Regions from separate parts of the Mus musculus genome. Here all the other regions are linked to region 1. Evidence: chromatin contacts called from public Hi-C, HiChIP or PLAC-seq and promoter capture Hi-C data. All regions are on one chromosome and are shown on one strand. The core of a region is the stretch at or near the end of the contact, and the rest is flanking DNA. Distances in the headings are between cores, read along the strand shown. Region 1 holds the start of Atpsckmt (ATP synthase C subunit lysine N-methyltransferase). Region 2 overlaps Dap (death-associated protein). Region 3 has its middle 250 kb from the start of Gm32499. Region 4 has its middle 180 kb from the start of Gm32499. Region 5 has its middle 110 kb from the start of Gm32499. Region 6 overlaps Ankrd33b (ankyrin repeat domain 33B). Region 7 has its middle 62 kb from the start of Gm32499.

Evidence for each region. Promoter capture Hi-C pulls out the DNA fragments that hold promoters and counts their contacts. A called contact is a pair of places that touch in the nucleus more often than the background predicts. HiChIP or PLAC-seq counts read pairs in DNA pulled down with a chosen protein or histone mark.
Region 2: a FOXA1 HiChIP or PLAC-seq map of pancreatic cancer cells shows a contact between it and region 1. The contact joins the enhancer-like site here to the promoter of Atpsckmt in region 1. A contact is called at or near these places in 1 of 484 Hi-C or Micro-C datasets (muscle stem cells), 4 of 115 datasets of contacts at active chromatin or transcription factors (bone marrow-derived macrophages, memory CD8 T cells and pancreatic cancer cells) and 2 of 9 other capture datasets (adipose tissue and liver).
Region 3: an H3K4me3 HiChIP or PLAC-seq map of the SCID.adh cell line shows a contact between it and region 1, with 9 read pairs. The contact joins the enhancer-like site here to the promoter of Atpsckmt in region 1. A contact is called at or near these places in 4 of 39 promoter capture datasets (the 3T3-L1 cell line, hippocampal neurons, maxillary cranial neural crest and 1 more), 1 of 484 Hi-C or Micro-C datasets (nephron progenitors) and 2 of 115 datasets of contacts at active chromatin or transcription factors (the SCID.adh cell line and large pre-B cells).
Region 4: a contact with region 1 is called in a promoter capture Hi-C map of second pharyngeal arch cranial neural crest, with 5 times the contacts expected there. The contact joins the enhancer-like site here to the promoter of Atpsckmt in region 1. A contact is called at or near these places in 4 of 39 promoter capture datasets (the 3T3-L1 cell line, cranial neural crest, maxillary cranial neural crest and 1 more) and 3 of 115 datasets of contacts at active chromatin or transcription factors (acute myeloid leukemia, embryonic limb bud and embryonic stem cells).
Region 5: a contact with region 1 is called in a Hi-C map of uterus, with 4 times the contacts expected there. The contact joins the enhancer-like site here to the promoter of Atpsckmt in region 1. A contact is called at or near these places in 7 of 39 promoter capture datasets (the C10 cell line, cranial neural crest, frontonasal cranial neural crest and 4 more), 1 of 484 Hi-C or Micro-C datasets (uterus) and 4 of 115 datasets of contacts at active chromatin or transcription factors (astrocytes, embryonic limb bud, large pre-B cells and 1 more).
Region 6: a contact with region 1 is called in an H3K27ac HiChIP or PLAC-seq map of trophoblast stem cells, with 4 times the contacts expected there. The contact joins the enhancer-like site here to the promoter of Atpsckmt in region 1. A contact is called at or near these places in 5 of 39 promoter capture datasets (the C10 cell line, HPC-7-derived erythroid cells, embryonic stem cells and 2 more), 6 of 484 Hi-C or Micro-C datasets (B cells, the HPC-7 cell line, bone marrow-derived macrophages and 3 more), 21 of 115 datasets of contacts at active chromatin or transcription factors (the HPC-7 cell line, the SCID.adh cell line, a beta-TC-6 cell line and 8 more) and 4 of 9 other capture datasets (adipose tissue, embryonic stem cells, liver and 1 more).
Region 7: a contact with region 1 is called in a Hi-C map of uterus, with 2.5 times the contacts expected there. The contact joins the enhancer-like site here to the promoter of Atpsckmt in region 1. A contact is called at or near these places in 3 of 39 promoter capture datasets (frontonasal cranial neural crest, hippocampal neurons and second pharyngeal arch cranial neural crest), 3 of 484 Hi-C or Micro-C datasets (nephron progenitors and uterus) and 5 of 115 datasets of contacts at active chromatin or transcription factors (astrocytes, embryonic forebrain, forebrain and 2 more).

The regions. Positions count from the first base shown.
Region 1 is chr15:31,600,445-31,603,482 of GRCm38.p6, reverse strand. Atpsckmt (ATP synthase C subunit lysine N-methyltransferase) reads right to left here and starts at 1,367. Exons shown (of 5, transcript NM_026546.3): 1 at 1,334-1,367. The coding sequence starts at 1,346. Cct5 (chaperonin containing Tcp1, subunit 5 (epsilon)) reads left to right here and starts at 1,637. Exons shown (of 11, transcript NM_007637.3): 1 at 1,637-1,882. The coding sequence starts at 1,778.
Region 2 is chr15:31,244,832-31,247,664 of GRCm38.p6, reverse strand. All of the region lies in intron 2 of Dap (death-associated protein), which reads right to left. Among named protein-coding and RNA genes, the nearest start is that of Gm41285, 17 kb to the left of the region's middle. Within about 2 kb of position 1,529, at least 87 of the 459 cell types and tissues checked have an H3K27ac peak or open chromatin away from gene starts, as enhancers often do. A contact at or near this core is called in adipose tissue, muscle stem cells and pancreatic cancer cells, where this site is marked.
Region 3 is chr15:31,906,851-31,909,604 of GRCm38.p6, reverse strand. No RefSeq gene overlaps it. Among named protein-coding and RNA genes, the nearest start is that of Gm32499, 250 kb to the left of the region's middle. Within about 2 kb of position 1,469, at least 2 of the 459 cell types and tissues checked have an H3K27ac peak or open chromatin away from gene starts, as enhancers often do. A contact at or near this core is called in the SCID.adh cell line, where this site is marked.
Region 4 is chr15:31,978,917-31,982,040 of GRCm38.p6, reverse strand. No RefSeq gene overlaps it. Among named protein-coding and RNA genes, the nearest start is that of Gm32499, 180 kb to the left of the region's middle. Within about 2 kb of position 1,815, at least 8 of the 459 cell types and tissues checked have an H3K27ac peak or open chromatin away from gene starts, as enhancers often do. A contact at or near this core is called in second pharyngeal arch cranial neural crest, where this site is marked.
Region 5 is chr15:32,040,986-32,043,715 of GRCm38.p6, reverse strand. No RefSeq gene overlaps it. Among named protein-coding and RNA genes, the nearest start is that of Gm32499, 110 kb to the left of the region's middle. Within about 2 kb of position 1,380, at least 19 of the 459 cell types and tissues checked have an H3K27ac peak or open chromatin away from gene starts, as enhancers often do. A contact at or near this core is called in uterus, where this site is marked.
Region 6 is chr15:31,291,190-31,294,083 of GRCm38.p6, reverse strand. It overlaps Ankrd33b (ankyrin repeat domain 33B), which reads left to right. Exons shown (of 4, transcript NM_001164441.1): 4 at 1-2,605. Among named protein-coding and RNA genes, the nearest start is that of Gm41285, 29 kb to the right of the region's middle. Within about 2 kb of position 1,278, at least 12 of the 459 cell types and tissues checked have an H3K27ac peak or open chromatin away from gene starts, as enhancers often do. A contact at or near this core is called in trophoblast stem cells, where this site is marked.
Region 7 is chr15:32,092,901-32,095,710 of GRCm38.p6, reverse strand. No RefSeq gene overlaps it. Among named protein-coding and RNA genes, the nearest start is that of Gm32499, 62 kb to the left of the region's middle. Within about 2 kb of position 1,505, at least 15 of the 459 cell types and tissues checked have an H3K27ac peak or open chromatin away from gene starts, as enhancers often do. A contact at or near this core is called in uterus, where this site is marked.

The DNA.
Region 1 (3,038 bases), core at 118-2,617:
TGAGGCAAAGACGTGTCAGCCTATGTATGAGCATCTGAAGGAATACAGGGGAAAGGAAACTAGGAATCTGAACTGAGGGCAAAAGCATCGAACCACTGGGCCCGTGCAAGCAAGAAGAGTGGGAGCGGAGCAGCCGCCTGACTGGAAGGCGGTCTGTGACCCACGTGGGAATCTGCTCGCTCCTGCACCACGTGGGACCGAGACCTAGCACAAGCGGTCAGGCTTGGCAACAAGCGCCTTTACTTGCCGTGCCATCCTTGAAGTCTTTCTTGAACCTAGCTTGATGTCCACCAACAGTGGAATGGATACAGTGTGGTGTACATACACACAGAGCTTTATTCAACTGTAAACTAATGACTCAGAACCATCATGTTTTCGCTCAGATGCAGAATCTTGTTGTATACAAGTGTGTGTGCTGTGTTGAGAGGGAAGACCAGGAGGAGAGAGGATAATGAGGACAGCTTATAGGTCAATGGCAAGGTACAATTACATATATATATATGAATGAAAATGTCACAATGAAACCTTGTTTGTGTTAACTTTAAAAACCTTGTCCTGACATAATGTCAATCTGTGTCATGTAACAGCACAGACCTGAAAGCTAGCCTACTGTCATACAGGTTATATGCACTCTAATTTTGAGTACCTAATAAAAACAGACAATACGGCAGGGACAGTTTCTGTTCTGTGGGGTACGAGTGGAGAGACTGGAAACTCGTCACAAATAAATCCGAGCTTATAAAATGAATCGTGATTTCTGGCAGACGTACCGTGCAGTTACCCTTACGGGGTATCTTTCTAACAGCAAAACGCTGAGAACAAGAGACTCTGAGCACCAGCCGGTGCTACTTTGTCTCCACCTACAGTACACGCGCGGGGAAGGCCCAGGATCTGTGTAACCTGGGAAGTTAAGGACAAATACTATGTGCTGACGACCAGGCACGTCCAGCAACCTTGTGAAGTAGGCATTATCATTATTATTATTATTATTGTTTTTGTTGCTATTATTTTGTCATTATTGTTGTTGTTATTGCTGTTATTATTGTTATTATTATTATTATTATTATTATCTTTGCAGACAAGAAAACAAAGCTACAGGCTCAATAGCTTCCAAGCAGCAGCTCGTCCACCGCAGGGTGGATTCCAGCCGACCTAGGATCGGGCTGAGCAGTGAGTCTTGTGCACGGAGGTGCGGACAGCAGCCCCCAGCAAGCACTGTGGTAGCCACGACCGGCGCGGGACGGAGAGCACCGCAGCCACGCGCGCCCGATCCCCACAAGCGCCCGCGCCACAGACAACTATATCGCCCGCCGCCAGGCCGGTCAAACCTCACCTACTCGCTCCATCGCGCGTTCCGGGGAGACCGGAAGTGGAATCTACCAACGTCTTAGAGCCCGGGCGGCAATCAAAGAAAAGAAAAATATCTTAAGGAAATAAGCTCCCCGCTGCAACTCTGGATTCAAAAACTTTGAAAACTTAAATCCTTGAATCAGTGACTACATTATGTCTAGTATTAGCATTTGTGTGCTAGACGTCGCCTTCTAAGTTTCGAACACCCCCCCCCTCGGTTCGTGGAAAACGGACGTTCCCAACAGCGGCCGATTCCAGAAGCTACTCTGCGGCGTAAAAAAAGTCACTGTTGAAAAGTAAGTCGCGGGGTCTGCACTGCGCATGCGCGGGATTCTGCGTCCTCTCGCGAGAGGGAGGTGCGGTGTGTCTCTCTTCCCGAGTGGTCCCCGCTGGTTACTGGAGGAGCGCTCGTTCTAGTTCGTCCACCATGGCGTCCGTGGGGACCCTCGCCTTCGATGAGTATGGGCGCCCCTTTCTCATTATCAAGGACCAAGATCGCAAGTCCCGTCTCATGGGGCTTGAGGCCCTCAAGGTAACGGCCCGGAACGCGAAGCCGCGGGATGAAGGGAGTGGGCCGGAGCGCTTGTGCGCCTGCGCTGGCGAGAGAGCAGCTCGGCCATGTGCTGGCCCGAAAGCTCGAGAATCTCCGGTGCCGGGGAGCCCCTTTGGGCTCTAGGGTCACATCCCCGCTCTGGCTGCGGGAGAGGGCGTAGAGGCCTTCGTCCCACGGTGGGGTAGGGAGAGCGATCCGCCGCTTCAGAGCTGGGTGGGGTCGCATCCCCAGCTCACCGGGCGGGCGAGCAGGCCTGCGCCGGTGCATCTGTAACATCTGTAAGTCGCTTGTCCCTTAGAAGCGGGGCTGTCCCGAAAGGGAGAAAACTAGTGAGAAACGTGCACAGGACAGACCGAATGGCTGCTTGTAGGAAAGGGACCGTAAAGTCCCTTGGGCCAGAAAACGCATGGTGGTGACTTTTGGAGTGGAAGGAGAGAGTTTCAGTGGAGCACAGTTGGCCGCAATTGAGGATAGTTTCCTAAAGGGAAACAAAGAAGTTACCCTGAGGGAAGGCAGAGCCGAAGTGTTGAGTCGGAAGGCATGTCTCACAGAAGGAGAGGAATAAGAAAGGCTACCCAAGAGCCGGTGCTAGGCCCCCAGAGGAGAAAGGAGTGACAGTCACTGGTGTTGCCACAAAAAGCTCAGAGGAAGGAGGGAGCCCCATTTTAGGTTGTATTGTGCCAGTCGTGCCTCCAGGTTTGAGGTGCCCTGGTTGACCTGGTGTTAGGGAAATCCCTCGGTGAGTTCTCTATCAAACCGAATTTCTGACAGGTGTTTTGGAGTGGCTGCAGAAGTGGACATAGCAACTGAGGCCTGGTAGATGCTTGGTTCTCTTTGCCTTCAGCTTGTGCGCGTTGTGTGTTGACTTGTGTACTGGCTAGTTTTGTGTCGACTTGTGTACTGGCTGGTTTTCTGTCAACTTGACACAGGATGGAATTATCACAGAGAAAGGAGCTTCAGTTGGGGAAGTACCTCCACGAAATCCAGCTGTGGGGCATTTTCTCAATTAGTGATCAAGGGGGAAAGACCCCTTGTGGGTGGTGCCATCTCTGGGCTGGTAGTCTTGATTCTATAAGAGAGCAGGCTGAGCAAGCCAGGGGAAGCAAGCCAATAAGTAACATCCCTCCATGGCCTC
Region 2 (2,833 bases), core at 280-2,779, 360 kb after region 1:
ATCCCAAGGACCAGATGTCACCTGTGATGCTAGTGGGGTCCTCCTAGGATGGAACCCCTGAAATGAGGGTGGCTGATGTTACACAGGGCTCTGGTGCATCTTCTCTCCTCTCTGGAGACAGGGAGACAGCTCTCCTTGGCTGCAGACACCACCAGCATCCATCTCAGGGGTGAAAGATGGAGCCTTTCCTCCTCTGATCTGGATATATCTGGGAAGGGGCAGTGCTCAAGCCCCTCTGACCTGGAATGCCTCCTTTCAGGGTAATGCCATCTCGGTGGTGCGTCCTGGCTCTCAGGATGCAGACCGCAGAACTGTGAGGTATCCATGGAGAGCTGATTGTCAGCACGCCAGGACAGCATGCGGCTGACACAGCGGGAGAGGAGAGAAGCAGCACTGGGAGCTTGCGAGTGGAGGACTAGAGAGTAGCGGCCATGACCAAGTCAGTGCTATGACAGAGGGCGGCCCAGCTACTTATGTAAACACCAACTCCACCACCCTCCTAAGAACAGAGGAGGAGAGGCCATCTGGGAAGTCTTTCCCAGCCTGGTGGGCCAGTGTTCAGAGCTGAGGCAGAGCCACAACAAGGAGGTGTGAGATGCACACAGGATGGGGCTGCAGCCTTGTTTTCAGTGAGGAGGGGACTGTCTCCAGGCATTCACGACGTGAGGGACAGAGAAGAAAGTACGAATTCCCTGGTTGCAGTCCAAGGAGCTCAACAAGGAAGCTGGGAGGCAAGGAGAGGCGAGCTCAAGGTGGAGACAGCCAACTCATATGCAATTAATAAAAAAGAAACAGTATCAGGGAAATGTCCTCCCCTGCCCCGGGTGTGCACAGGCATGTGGAAGCCAGAGGCTGACATTGGGTATCTTCCCCAGTGGCTTTCTACCCTATTATGTTGAGACAGGCATCTCTGCGAACCCAGATCTCTACAGCTCAGCTATGCTAGCTAGCTGGCAAGCCTCAGGGATCTTCCGGACTGCGTCCCGCAGAGCTGGGCTTACAGGCACACACCACCATGTCCAGCTTTTATGAGGGTGCTGGGGACTGGAAACCACCTCCATGCTTCATGGCCAGTGCTCAATTGACTGAGTCGTCTCTCCAGCCCGGCTTATCTTTTTATTTTCATTTTTCTCTTTTAATGCAAGAGAAGTGCGGCTTTATTTTGTATTTGTTTGCCACTGATATTTATTTACAGACATTTGGTCTTTTACGAATTGTTCTTCTGACCTACAGGGAGTCTGGTTTTCTGACTCACTTGTTTTGGGTCTCCAATTTTCTCGACAGTCTGTCCCTGGCTCTAACGAGACGGTGACACTTCAGAATATCAGAACACAGGATTCTCAAGGCACTGGGAGGATCCAGGTTCCACCAGGGATGGGTGAGAATGTCTGCCACCGCACCACACCCCTGTGCTCCATGTTCTCAGAGCTTCTGGGAAACGAGATGCATGCCAGTGTGCAGGGCGCAGGACCCAGACTGAGCAAAGTCAAGCAGGCCGTGTGATAGCCTCTCTGACACATTCCTCAGGAATCTGACCCGCCAGTCAGTGTGGGTAAAGCACGCCCACCCGCACTGCTTCAGTCCACACACACACACACACACCCCACCAGGGCCTGGCTGTCACTGGTGAGTTAGGAACATTCCACTAGGCTGGCCCCGTGTTTTTGTTTTCTCCGCTGTGTGGAGATATATCTATCCAGAAAAGCATAAACTCATCAGGCTTTCTAGGTTCGTGTTAATGGCAGACCAGAAGTAGATCCTGCCTGAAAAGTGAATGCCCGACCATAACCCACAGCGTTAGCCTGGAAGCCTTGGGGAGCCACGCGCTCAGATGGTGAAAAAGAAGGGGTGTGGGGGTGATCCCGGCCTCACTCCAGTGTCAGCATCACGGTCTTCTCTTCAGAAGCATCATCAACAGAACACTGATCCATTTAGCTGGCACTAATCCCCATACGTTCTCATCAAGATTCTGTGTGCTGGGGCAGGTGAGATGGCTCAGCAGGTAAAGGCACTTGCTGCCAAGCCTGACAACCTAAGTTTGAAGCCGAGGGCCGACCCTGTGGGACAGAACTGAGACTCCTAAGTTGTCCTCTGTCCTCCACACATGTGCCACGACATGAAATACACACACACACACACACACGCACGCACGCACGCACATACTCCTGTTATTGCAATGGGACCACCCATTGCACGGTACCACCTTGTGATTCAGCAAAGGCCACCGCCAGATGCAGCCCACACAGCTATAAATCTCCAGAATCATTCGTCAAGACAAGGCTTTGCTTTATAATCCATCAATTATAGGAGTCTGTTTATAGAGATGTATAATGTACTAAGACCGCAAGACAACAGCTAGCCCTTCCCTGTGAAGAGCACAAACTCAAAGCACTGAACTAGCTCCCTCCCCTCGTGACTCACACGAATCCAGCTAGCGGTGGCCGTATGACTTTTATTTTTGTCTGAAATGGAAGAGATATACTCAAAGATCTAAGACCGAGTCTACTTTTCTCCAGTGGGCTGCGCTTGTCCCACATGGGGTTCTGCTTTGTGGAGTCCCAGGGAGGGCTGAGACAACCGCACCCGGGCCACATACCATGCAGCTCTGACAACTGCACTGTCGTCATTACCAATCCGCAGGCTCGCGTTTGCCACAGCTCTCAAAGTCCTGCCTGCGGAGGTCCCATTCCAGCATTGCCTTAGCAGAAAACTCATCTTCCCTGGGGACACAGCCAACAGCAGAGCACAAGTGCTCAACTGCTTGAGCACTCACAGGAACTTGGCTTGGTGAGCTTCCCACACTGGTGGACTCATGAGATAGCCTCCTCAGCCA
Region 3 (2,754 bases), core at 220-2,719, 310 kb before region 1:
GGGGAGTGTTTAAAAAGCATATTCTTTCAAGCTATTGTACCCCCTAGAAAATGGGACTTGGGGAAGATGAATAGAAAAATGAGGGAGAAAATTTGACTGTCACAGCTACAGAATGAGCAGTTGCTTTAGGTAGCGATATTGTAGCTGAATTTTGCTACTCTATAGCAAAATTTCCCTGGATTCTGCTTCAGGTCAAGGGACATGTCAGGGGCTTTCCAAAAGTGCTGCACTTGCAAATCTATCTACTGCAGAAAGATCAGGAAGACACAGGTAAACAGCCAAGCACATCCAGAGACTGAGAAGACCTGAAAGAAGATGATAATAATCATTATATGAATGGGTAGGGGTGGGGTCCCTGGTAATAAACCACAGGAGCACCTCCCAGGCAGGAGAGAGGCGCAGCCCCTAAGCATGCTGCTTCTTCCCGGGTTTTGATTTTCAGAAATCTACCCTGTAGTTTTGATGGCTTTTCAGCTGAGACTGCCTTGTGATTTCCATTCTCCAACATAATTCTGTTTCCTTATCTCAGCTGGAGAATCAAATAGCATATTAATATAATACATTGCATGAGATTTCACCTAGAGCATGCAATAAAAGCTACTTTCCAACCTTTCCAGCGGGGCTGAAATAAAGTTAATCTAATTCAATATGTCATTAGTAAAAGTTGTTCTATGGACCGATTGCTATTAAGGGATGGAGGATGGGAGAGAATTTGAAGGGTGATTTAAAGGTCAGTTTGATTGAAAGCAAATTCAAGTGTAGCAACCAATTTCACTGCATTTACTATACATCTCCATGATGAATGCAAGACAGGAAACCCAACCTTTACATTTTCTATGTATAATTGATGAGCGGCTTCTAGTGGGGTTGGGAAAGGAGATAAGAGTCATGATCACAGAAGACCAGCTCGCTCGAGCAGCGTCAAACCTAGAAGACAGTTTTAATGATCCCAGGTGTTGACAACCACACTTGTGCATTCTGGAGATCTGCGGTTTTCAAGACATGAGATAAAGCTCAATTAGAGAAGAGGCAAAGAGACAAACGATACCGTGGTGCTTTAAACTATTAAAGCCAATTGTGCACATGCATAGCACCTGCAGTAGCGCTGTCGGGTTGCTAAGGAGGAAGTAGGGATGCCCTCCCATGCTCTTCAGATCAGGATCTGCCCACAAAATCCACTCCAGTGGGGCAGCCACAGTGAAGAATTCTAATAATAGAAGTAGCCTTGCCCAACACTGGGCATAGCTACTTCTGAAAGTGAATCCTGGGCTTGGAGTGCTGGTGTCTTAGTCCCCTGGCTCCCTGCCCCTTGGTTCTTAAAGTGAAAACGGCGGCCTCAAGAGAACTGAAATGTCTTATCACGATGAAGACACCCCTTTCTGGATCCAACCCTCTGGGGAAATGCCACACTCAGTCTCCGGAGAAAATTCCTACTTCTACAAATCTCCCACCCCCACCCCAGGCCCCACTGACAAGTGTGTTACTTGGAATGAGCAAGTTACCTGGAAGCTTTCTACAGCCTCTGACTCCAAGACAGCTCTGTGCCACAGGACTTTAGTAGCACCCTTTCCAGTCTGAGAGGATGGCTTCCTCCTAAAAGGTGGGGGTCCTGTAAAAATGGTTTATCTATCTGCCCTTAAAGGTAGAGCAATGTGGCCATAAAGATGAAAACATACCAAAAGAAAAGGGGGGGGGGGAGTCATCTCTATTAAATATCCTTGGAGGTAACTGAAGCAACTGCATTGCCAATTTGAATGTAGCAGATCTCGGCTTAAGCCAGGAAAAGTGCAGTAAGAAATTCATTGAGCTTGACAGCAGTCTTGTGAGGCCATTTTGGCCAAAGTTATTCTGCCTAACTCTGCCAACTTCCAGAAGAGATGCCTCAAAAATCTATCCATTCAATGTCTCCAGAACATAAACAGAGTTGCTACCTGGAAATTTGCCAACTTATGTCCCTTTGGCAGAGGGTGCAAATGTCCTGGTGAGAGACAGAATATAGTTCTAAATTCCTGGAACCTTCTATCAACTAATGCAATCCTGGTCCTTTTGTAGCAAGGCAGGACTTCCAGTAGAGGGAGGAAAACATAAGTCCACTCACAGAACCTTCATCCCTACAAGATGTGCAGGGATAAACAGAGCAGAGACTGAGGGAATAGCCAGCCAATGACTGCCATAACTTGAGACCTATCCCTTGTGAACGTGCCAACCACTGACACTATTAATGATACTCTAATATACTTACAGAGAGGAATCTACCATAACTGTATCCTGAGAGGTTTCATCCAGCAGTGGATTGAGGCAGATGCAGAGATCCACTACCAAACATCAGGTGGAGCCTGGGGAATCTTGGGGAAGATATAATTGTGGGGATATAATTCAGCAAGCCAAAGGGGTCAAGGACACCATGGGAAGACCTACTAAGTCAACTAACCTGGGATCACAGAGACTGGGTCACCAAACAGGAAGCATGCAGAAGCTGGACCTAGGCTCCCTACACATTTGTTGCAAATGTGCAGCTTGGTCTTCATGTGGGTCTCCTAACAAGTGGAGCTGTGAATGTCTTGGTCTCTATTCCCTGACATTGGACCCCCTTCTCCTACCTGGACTGCCTGACTGGGCCTCAATGGAAGAGAATCTTCCTAGTCCTGCTGGGACTAGGTGTTCCAGGATAAGGTGGTACCCAAGGGGGTCTCCCCTTTCTCTGAGGAAAAGGGGAAGGGGCAATGGGTAGAGGGATTTGTAATGGTGGGACTG
Region 4 (3,124 bases), core at 566-3,065, 380 kb before region 1:
TTCAATGACTATCATTCCTACATAGACCTGTCTAGATCCCAGGGCTGTGGGAATTGGTCTGGCATGGAGGGAATTCTCAAGACTAAGTCAACCATGTAATTTCCCATAAAAAAGTCCCAAATCAGTAAGCAGCCCCTGAATGTGACTTAATGGGTCACAAAACTTTTCAGAAGTCATGAATCTAGGAAAGGAACAATTAAGGAGGGGAGAGTATAGGGAGAGAAGGAAGATGGGAAAGGGTAAAAAGAGCAAGAACTAGAATGCAACATATAGAGATATGAAACTATCAAAGCAGCAGCTTCATTTCTAAAACCCTAGCTGGTTTCTTCATAGCAATAATAAAATCTAGAGTATGGAGTCTCATAGTCTCAGTTAAACTGGAGGGAAATAATCCCGAGTCATCAAAGTATAGCTCAAGAGTGAGAGTGAAACACACGCTCAGTAAACTGCAGCATTCTCTATCACCTGCAGAATCTCATTTCTAAAATTCTGAAATATGTGCTTCAGGAAAAAAAAGGAAAATAGCCGCGAATGAGATGAGAATGAAAAAAAAAATAAATGAGATTGTGTTATAAAACAGATAAACATTGGCTGTATGAATCAATGTAAATGAAGTCTTGGATGACTAAATAACACAGTAATACAAATGCAAGCAATTCAGGGGTGAAGAGAGAAGCCGATGCACTATATTGTCTGAGTTAAAAAGCAAGATATTGATCACACTGTGATAAACTAAGTGCACCGTTGCTTCCCAGATAATGTCAAAGAAGACAGAGACAGACCACTACATAAGGTCTAGTACTTGTATACACAGACCCCTGCCTGATCAGTACTGGTTACCAAGCTAACGTTGCCATAGGCCTTTTATCTAGGGCTGCAGGAGACAAACTAGATCTGGAATTTTGGGGTGCTGGGGTTGACCTAACCCTAGAACAGGCCTGCAGCCTGAGTCTGGGCTTATCTGGCACTGGGACCACCCTTTAAGCATGGACAGAATCTGGGCTGCTAGCATCATTCCTACACAGAGCCTGTCTAGAGCCTGGGGCTGCTGGAGTTGGCCTGGCATGAAGGGAATCCTGGAGACTAAGTCCACCATGTAAGCCTGGAGACAGGGAAGCTGGGCTAGTCCAGGAAGTTTAGTCTAGGGGTTCTAACCTGGAGTCATCGGTCATACTGCATGGGCTGGATTTTACTGGAGCAATCCTAGCATTTGGAGGCAAGGGAACATCCAATACACACATCCCTTTCTACTCTTCCCTTTCACAGCTGGATGGCATAGCTCTTCCTGCTGTGTACTGCTTGCCTAGGGTTGGCACATTGATACAGGCAATAAAATTGCTCTTTGGTAAAGCTTGCAGATACAGCATTGAGTGAAAGCTGACATAAAAGAGGCTAAATTCAGGATAAGAACTTCGACTATACACATAGTAAACCATTTAGTAACTTAGTAATCCAGTTTATGAGATGAAAATATGTATGAATAGCAAGAAAAAGATTATCAAAGTGCCAGAAAGGGCCCAAGGAGGTTGGTTCTTAGACCACATGGTTTTAACCAGGCTCCTGATTCATAGACTATCTTGAACAATAGTGTGTGTACATCATACCTACTTTTCTATGTGGGAATTTCAAAGTAAAACAAAGACAATTATATAAAAAAAAAAAAACCAAAATGTCTCTTCCAAGTCTCAGATGTGGAAAATGAAAGCCAGAATTGGTAGCTAGCAGACAAGCTGTAAGCAATCTTGCACAATTGGCTGCCGGAAGTGTGGCTGACTGCTGGTTTTCATGTCTCAGTCAGCGTGAGGTAGATGGTTTAATAGCTGTGTTTAAAGTGTCAGACGCAAGAACGATAATAGTCCTTCCTTAAATGATCGTTTACTAATTTCCTCCCAGTTCAAAACCTTTTTATTAAAACGGCCCTCTCTTTCCTGCCAGGGGCAATTAAATCCCTACGTAGAGGCCACCCTGGTCTTGTGTCAGCCACTCCCTTTGTCTCCAAATATGTCTACAATTCCATGTAAGCTAGACTGGAATTACCACAAGGTCAAGAAAGTCACAAAAGTAATCAACCAGAGGGAAGGCACAGATTGGCAGCTGAACTGTCACTTTGCAGATGAGCCAGTTCAAGGGAATGAAGGCCACTGCAAGAGCTTCTCTGAGCCTAAGGAGACACTTCCATTTACAAACCACACTTTTATTTTCATGGAGCTTGCAGGTCATCACTTGGGACCTCAAGTGTCTTTTGCTCAGAGTAATGTAAGTGTTCTAGGTGACTTTGTTTATAATATCCCATTGATTTTTGCATCCATTCCTGCAAGACATAGATCTATTGTCATCCAGCTGTCTGGGAGACAGTCCACTGTTCTGTCCCGAGTCACATACATTTGAGCCAAGTGGCACAGAGGAGCCAGATAAAAGCTGTCCATTATAAACCTTGGTCACTGGTTGTCCCTTCCGTATAACTGAATTACTTATTTCAGCAATTCTCAGAGCGTATGTACCAGCAAGTCTCTGTGCCGTCTAGCAGGCATCCTCTGGACCCTGAATTGAGTGGGACCAACTGTGTGTATCACATTAGCAGTGTTGCATGGACAATTAGTACCTCACTCACAGGATAGGACAAAACTCTAAACAAATACAAAGGATTAGAAACATCAACTTCAAGGAGCTGAACACACAACGTGTATTGTCATGAAGGACCAAGTCAACAGTGTCATCGTTTGTGGTCACCATGAAGCTGTAACCTACCTGCCACACTGTGAATTAAAGTGAAGAAAGCAACAGTAAGGGGGAGAGGGGAGAGAGGTGGGGGCAGAAAGCTGTCCAGAGGAGAAATGAAGAAAGAAGAGACCAGATTCCAGTAAGCAAGTAACTCAGTTGAATATTGGAAGAGGCAGGTATGAAAACTGGTCATCCACTATTGCATATACCCGAAAGATTTTGCTGAAGGGACCCTGTTATAGCTCTCTCGTATGAGGCTATGCCAATGCCTGGCAAATACAGAAGTGGATGCTCACAGTCATCTATAAGATGGAACACGGGGCCCCCAATGGAGAAGCTAGAGAAAGCACCCAAGGAGCTGAAGGGGTCTGCAACCCTATAGGTGGAACAACAATATGAACTA
Region 5 (2,730 bases), core at 131-2,630, 440 kb before region 1:
CTATAAGAAAGCAGGCTGAGCAAGGCAGAGGAAGCAAGAGAGTAAGGAACATCCCTCCATGGCCTCTGCATCAGCTCCTGCTTCCTGCCCTGCTTGAGTTCCAATCCTGACTTCCTTTGGTGATCAACAGCAATGTGGAAAGTGTAAGCTGAATAAACCCTTTCCTTCCCCAACTTGCTTCTTGGTCATGATGTTTGTGCAGCAATAGAAACCCTGACTAAGACACTAGCCAATGCAAATCTATTTCCCACTCCCTTACAGAAGTGGTGATAAGCTTAGGGTGTGCTGACAGAGAGCAAACACTGGCTGACCAGACCCTGGTCCCTTCATACTTTATCTTCTATGTAGCAGCCTGGGTGAAAGAACATAAACCAGGCCTAATCACTTCTGTGTTAAATACTACATTGTCTACCCTCTTGGTTAGTCCACATACCCTCCTGAGCTTCAAGCATGATGGTGTACTGGCATCTGTTTTCTAAGGTGTTGCTAAACCATCCAGGTCACCAGTCATTGAACCTTATGTTTCATATACACCCAATACTTCCCTCCATAAACTGATTCATTCATTTTTCTCTCTCCCTCCCTTCCACCTCTCTCTCTCTGATTAGTTCACAGTGCAGGTTAGACCAGAGAAAGAGTCTCCTGGTGTCTCTGAAGAGTTCTCAGAACACAGTGGCATACAGATGGACATGCTCTGGAAGCCATCTGGACCTCCCCACTCCCTCTCTCCCCTTCTCTCCCCCCCCTCTCTGCCATTAGATCATCAGATAATGAGGTTCTTGCCTGTGTCTCTGGCTAGCAAAGATCTCTTCCTACCCCTCCACTCACACAGACATCCTGCTGACCTTGCTAAGATGGATCTAGATGTTGGAGTAGTGCTGGAGCATGTGAGGAGGCCCCTTTGTACACCACACATGATTCCCAAACTTGGGTTCTACCCAGGCTCAGCCTCCAGCCACCTTGGAAGGGACACTGTGTCCTCACTACTGACACACATATAAAAGCTAGAGATAAAAAATCGTACCCAAAGAATCCAAGCCTCCCTTCCCTGTGACTTCAACATTTCTTAAAGGCAAAAGTTGTTTCTTTGTAATTTTGGAACTACCCATTCCATTTTGAAATGAAATATCCTTGCTTATAGAAAACATCCTTTGGGGATAGTGGGAGTGATGCTTATCTGGGAACTCACAGGGTAAAAGGCAAGCCTTTTATAAGCTGCAGTAAAATCCAGGAAACTTTTCCCAAAAGAAGACAAGCAGGGAGGACAGAAACTCTCAGTAAGAGGGAGGCGAGAGCCCTGGCTCTCAGATGGGAGTTGCCAGAGCTGACAAATGTTTGCAGCTGTCTCTGGCCTCCGTTCCTCCTCGAGGCATAGAGGGCCTGTTTCCTGTCTTCATCAAATCTCTGCAGCCCCATAGCCGCCTCCTGCCTTACTCCACTGGCTTGTGAATACTCCATTAACTTTTAAATCCAGCCATTTAAATGCTTACCTAGCCTAGTTCCCCTTTCCCTCAAAGAAGAATCATTACAACATGTGTCCACTCAAATCATCTCACTTACACATCTGGGAAGATCAGCTAAATGGTTCTACTTTAACTCCTTGGCTATTTAAGAAGGTAATAACACCAACAGAACAAAGTAGGCTGTGAAATGGGCACTTCATCTAACTGCATCTGCCTGACTTAGCCAGTGCAGCCGCTCCGCTGGCTCAGAGGACATATGCCTGGCCAGAATCCTCCGAGGGCCAGATGGCCTCCCGAGCATGCCCATCTGTACCCCACTGTGAGCCCAGCATCCTGCGGACTGTTCAGAAACAACGGGAGACTCTCTCTGGTCTAACCTGCACTGTGAACTTATCAACCTATATTCTTTCCCTTTCATGATGAAAGGGTCATCCTGATATCCTCCAGAATAAAGGAATCATGGGGTTGGTGGACAGAATAAGACTTGCAATTTTACCTTTTCTGTCTTGGTTATTTCTAGTGCTTTAAACTGTGAGCAGCAAGATGATAAAATAGCATATCAGGAAGAATAATGCATCACTAAAGGTCCGCACACTGTTAGCAATCCCGGTTCATGGGCTTACATGTTAGAAACCATCACTTGCAGACAGTAAATGAGTTAATGAATGCAAAAGCCTTTGTAGGACTCCACATTCAAGAGGACAGTGCTAAACCCAGTCTCTAGTGCCTTGCTGTCTGGGTTCCAATCCTTGCTACCTTGCTTCCAGGCTCTGTGATCTTATGCAAATGGATGAACTTCTCTGTGTTTCAGTTTCATTAACACAGATGATAACAGTATTTAGGGCATTAGATGCTTTGAGGCTCAGCTAAGTTAAGCATGTGAAGAATGGGGCTAGACACTCAGTATGCTATGCAGTACAAATACCTACTAGCTCTCAATTTCAGCTCTCAATTTTCTCCCTATTTTCTAGTTTATATTTTTGACGATTTCTAATCAGATATACACCTTGAGACTCTATTCCTATATACTACCTTCTTTCAACCACTCTTAGCATTTAGTATCCCTCTTCCCAAATGGAGCCCCTCGGAGTTGCAAGCCTTTTGTTATGTGTACGGGACTAGTACAGGTGGCCACAGCTGCTGTGTGCTCATGGTTTCCCAGGCCATGTCATATCAAGAAGACGGCATTTCATAGTGTTTCTCCTCTTCCACAGTGTTTCTTAGACCTTGAAGGAGATTATAGAGATAGCTCTTAACACACTATGGA
Region 6 (2,894 bases), core at 29-2,528, 310 kb after region 1:
TTCTGTTTGTGACCCTTGGGTGAACAGTTGCCTCCAGTTAGTAAGCAGAGACAACTGGTTGCCAGATGGGCCATCCATACCCACCCCACCCACCCCCAGTGCTGTCCACTGCTCCCCTGGTCTTTTCTCCTTGCTTTCAAGAATAAAATGTTCAGTCATTCTGCAGAAACCCACATAGCTCTTCAGGAAGGATCAGGGAAAGTTCTGCATACTTGGCCCATCATGTCCTTGATGGGCAGTGTGCTTGCTGCGCTAGAGGAAGACGGCAGGTGACAGGAAGGACTTTGTGCCACCTTTTCAGCTCCTACCAGGCTTCCTAGCCACACCTGATACCTCAAGAACAGCAAGATGGTCCCCTTCAGCTTTGGATTCCCCTGTTTCTGGAAGCTTATTCTGCACATCAGGAAAGAGGACTCAAGATGTTGGCTAGAGAATGGGTTTATAGGCTCAGAGAAAGTATACCAAGTGCTCTCTGCCCATTCCTTCCCAGCTGGCAGCTGGGACCAGGTCTCTGGAGCAGAGATAAGGAAGTTATAGGTGAGAGGCTTGTGGAGAGGGGCTAACTCCAGTCCCCAAATGATGTAAGGCCTGCTATCCCCAGGAGTCTGGAAGCATCTTCAGTTATCCTGAGTGCTGCTCCAGGGACGGCATCTCACTGTAGGCTCCCTCCTCTTCCTCCTGTTTGGGAAATTCCAGCTAGTTCTCCAGTGTTGGCCACTGCCTGGATCATGGTCTGTGCTGCCAGCCCTTGGCTCCTCAAACTGGGCAACCATGTGGAAGGCCATGGCTTCTAGAGAAGGGAGGAAGGAACCTGGCCATGGTAGACTCTTAAAACCAACAAAGTCATATAGATAACAAAAGGAGACCTGGGATCATCAGAGTGAGGGTAGAGTTAACCACAAAGAAAGAAAAGTCACTTCTAAGTCACTTCTAAGTCATTGGCTGCCAGTTCTGCACATTGGTGTAACTGGAACCAGCTGTTCATTTCTTCACCCTTGGATTCCTGTGTTTATTCCTGAACATTTTAGATAAGTGACTGGGAATTCGTCTGGAGGCATTATTTGCCAGGTGCAACACACAGTTCTGCCCCAGGCTGAAGCAAGCCTGTGATGAAGGGTGAAGCCTCTGTCAGACCAGTGGCAGCTCTCAGCATTAGGTCATATTAATGGGGACCTTGAATGACATTCAGTTAAATATGCAAACGGAAGGGCCAGAGCTGTGCTTGTGAATGTCCTAGCTGTGGTGGCTCACAGGGACACTCCCTCCCCACCCCACCCCCCAGGGGATGACTCTGTAACCTGTTCGGATGGTGTATATTTAGACAGATTGCAGAGTCTGAGAGTCTACCCAGATTCCCAAACAATGTGAAACCTGATAGGGCTGGAGTTCTCCTAGCCTAAGCTGTTCTACTAGAAGGTGATGCTGCCCCAGGTGGCCAAGAGCAAATAGCGTGGCTGCATCAGGGTCAGCTCTGGCTTTGATGTGTGCCATTGCAGGAGGGGCCCAGACCTGAGAGAACCCCACCCCTGGAGAGCTCCCATAGCCTCCAGCCTACTGCGTGGGCATGGGGGTAGACTCTGTGGGAACTGGCATAGGCTCACCCTAGGACAGCATCTTACTCTAAAGGAGCATTGAGATTCCTAGTTTGCCTCAGTATGAGATCTGCTGCTGCTGACCAGGGCATTGCGCTTTGAAAGCTTTCTCTGGCTGTGGTGTGATTCCTGTTGTTCTAGAAGAAAATGAAGACGGGAGAAAAACGAAGCTGGCCATCTCATATAGAGCAGTGGACTTTGAGTAATCAGTCAGTTAAGATAATAGTTAGAGAGTTCTAGAAACTGGTTCAAAATGGTTCGACTATGAGTAGGATGAGTGGATACTAAATGTCCCTTGCTCCCATCCCACCATCCCAATCCTACCTAGAGCCTGCTGTGGAGTTAGAACCCAGAACTCCATTCAGGTGACAGCTAAGTCTACTACGATTGGAACCTTCTTGGTTCCAATGATAGTTCTGGAAAGCAAACAATGAAAAGAGAATCGTGCCCAGTGTTTGCTGGGTGTGAGGGTCTTCGGCAGTGGGGACCAGATGGTGAGGAACGGAAGCAGGCTTCTGCATCGCCAGGGTTCAGGTTCCTTCTCCTGGTTTGAGTTCTGTTTTTTTTTTTTTTTAAATGTGAAGAGATTTTCTTTGTCATTTCTAAAACTCCTGTCAGTTGCTGGATGTCCTAAAGCTGTTGAATATGGACGTAACTGTAAATCCCAGAGTGTTTTATTTTGAGATGAGAGTTTTGCTACAGTTTATACAGGATATTTTCCTATTTAGACCTCAGGGCTATCTTGGGACCCACTACTAAGTGTGACCCCTCCCCGCAGCTTCAATTCTGGGTAGATGAGTTACATAACTTTTAAATGTGATATCCAGCAGGAAGAATGTATTTCTCTCTTTTAACTTCGGGCAAATTTTGTTTTAAAGGTCTAGAAAAAAGACAGTAGAAGAAAACAGAGGTAAAAGAATTAAAAACCAACTGTAAAATAAACATTCTCATGGTATACAATTGTGCTACCTGAATAAACTTATGTGCATAAATTATTTAAAAGTGCTATGAAACATATGGTATTTTCCTGTCATTTGTTTGGGTTGGTGTGGTTTTATTCATTTGATTTCCACATATTTGCACTTTATTTTTCAAAGCTAAGGGCCCTTCTAGTCGTGATCCACCCCTTCCAGGAGGGGAGCACCCCTGGACAAAATGTACCTCTGTTTCCCTGTGTATCTCTTTATGAGTGGCACGCCATATGCGCTTTCATCCAGGGCTTTTCTTCCCCCATCAATTAAAATGTCCTTGAGATTTAAAAATAATTGGAAATATATTTTTATATTTATTGTGCGTGTGTGT
Region 7 (2,810 bases), core at 256-2,755, 490 kb before region 1:
TGGAAAAACACCTAGAGGGGGCTGGGAAGGTGACTCTGTGGTTAATAGAATCTGAGGCTCAAGTAGAGTTCCAGTCCCAGCACCCACTTCAGGCAGCTCACAACTGCCTGTGACTTCAGCTCCAAAGATTCCATTCCAGCACCCTGTTCTGGTCTGCATACATATCTGCACACACACACACACACACACACACACACACACACACACACACACAGAGAGAGAGAGAGAGAGAGAGAGAGAGAGAGAGAGAGAGAGAGAGAGAGAGAGAGAGAGAAATGATAGAAAGATAGACAGATGATAGATATAGATAGATAGATAGATAGATAGATAGATAGATAGATAGATAGATAGATAGATAGATAGATCTTAAATAAAATGCTTATAGTGCAAAAGAGAAGCTAGAATTTTGGAAATGGGAAGCTCGACCATGGAGAGAAACCTGCCCCAATGTTCCCAGCTGCTTTCTGCTGGTGACTTGAACTTATCCCTCTCTACTTGTGGCTATTTGCTCTTTTATTCGTAAATGATCTTCATGGGGTTCTACACACACACAAACACACACACACACAGAGGGGGGGGCAGACAGACAGATGATAGATAGATAGATGATAGATAGGTAGGTAGGTAGATAGATAGATAGATAGATAGATAGATAGATAGATAGATAGATAGATTGCCTTCAGGGCACTTACTCAGGTAAATACTGCTAGGGGTTTTAAGTGCCTGATTTGGGTGATCTCTTTCTCCTTCCCTCCCTCCCTCCCTCCCTCCCTCCCTCCCTCCCTCCCTCCCTCCCTCCTCTCCCCCCCCCATCTCTCTGCCTCTTTCTCCATCTCAATTGCTGATGAGCACATTGATGTCGTCCCCCCGCCCCCCACCCCGCTCCAACCCCATGTACCTCAGACTACCTGTCATCTCTGTCCTTGGTCCAGTCCTTGGCTCCTTCCTGCCCCTCCCCCCTTTCCACCCATTCTTCCTACAAATTCTAATTCTATACTTAAAAAGGTAACCCAGTTTCAACATGACCCCCTTCTTTCTGATACTCACAACCTTGGATCAATGGTTAGCAGGCCAGGCCCTGGGATCTATCTCCTATCCTGGTGATCTCTACTCGGTTCCTTCTCCATCCTATTAAGGAACATAACAACCCCCTTTAGGTGGCCCATAGATATGGAACTGCACCTTCTGTCTAATCAATAAATGTATGAGTCCTAGCATATCATTATGGAGGAGGACAAAGAGAAAAATCTCGGGTGAAAGTAGTTTTATAGTGTTATCCTGTGAATCGCCATAGATGAGAATAAATGCCTGCTAATTTAGGGAACACAGAAAGATTTTCTGGGCTCCTGGCTAAGCGTCCTTCCCAACCAGATCATTCCATGCCCAGATTTTGCAAACACATCTTCTGCCGGTCATAACGATGCCTCTCCCCCACCCCTGCTGCTTTGAATTACTTTGTGCTAACACCAAAATTGTTCCACAGAGAGTCAGATTTATTTGCCGGAATGTGACGAGGAGGGTGGGGGTGGGGGGATAAGAGACATACTTTACACGCGGCACCCGTTGCTGGCACAGCTGTATTTCTGAGAAATATATTTCAGTCCTGTTGCTCCATTTCTTTTGAAATTTAATAACTAAAATACAAAGCTCATGAAAGCCGGGAATGTGCTGGAAGGTCAGGGAGGAAAGTTGCATGGGGGGCGCAGTTAAGAGTGATGGGGGAGTTAAAATAACAGGGAAATGGGCCATTTATGATCCGCCAGGCGAGCGGTTCATGGCTAGAGACCAAGCGCTGGCTTATTGCCACAAAAAAAAAAAAAAAAAAAAAAAAAAAAAGGTGAAGCAATTAACAATCTCAATGAACAAAGTTTCCTGACACTGCTATTGTTAATATAATCATTTGCTGAAAACTTACTTCATTTAAGGCCAATAGAGTAATATCTTTATCTTAACATACAAAAGCAGCAGTGGCTTCCGCTGTTTCGATAAGGAGCACACATGGAAGTGCTTTCCCCACCCAGCACACAGCCTCCTCTGCAACACTCACACAATATCATGCCCACAATATCTTCTTCATGTGCATAAGCAGCTTCATGGCAAAATCAATATCCACAGAGACACTAGGAATTTGAACAGATCCCCACTGACAGATTGCCTGATTCCCCTCTCTGTGGGGCAGCGCTTTGCAGTCCTTCCTCTGCCTTGCATCTGGTAACTGGGAGGAAGATAATATCTCCATGCTTTCCAGGGGATACAGTGATACCCTCATTGGTGCGCTTGAGAACAAACACAGAGTCTCCCGGCTGAACTTTTTAATCGGCACTTCTGGGAGAGTGCAGTCTGTTTGCATTGAGCAGATGCCTCTCATGTGATCTAAGCATCTGAGGCTGTGATGGAGCCCAAAGCTCAGAGCTACACCAACATCCTGAACCAGCTAGCCTCACCAGCTTCATGCCCCTATCAGGATCTCCTTCCTCTTTAGCTCCTGATACTCGGTAAAGATAAGAAAAATATCATTGGAAAACCAACATGGGGATTACTCCTTGCTCAAACATTGATGCAAATGTGGGGACCAGAAATGGTAAAAAAAAGTGCTTAGAGCTGGACATGGTTGCTACCACTCCCCTTAGACTTTTCATCCTGTCCATCAGGATGAAAATGAAAGAAATGTCCTCAAGACTCCAAAGCAAAGGGCTAAATGTTTTCTTTCTGACCTGGTATAGCAAACAGAGTCTATGTCTATATGCAATATATATGTAAATTGCATGTACAACTTTATTTCTATATCTAAATATAAACCCATAGATAGG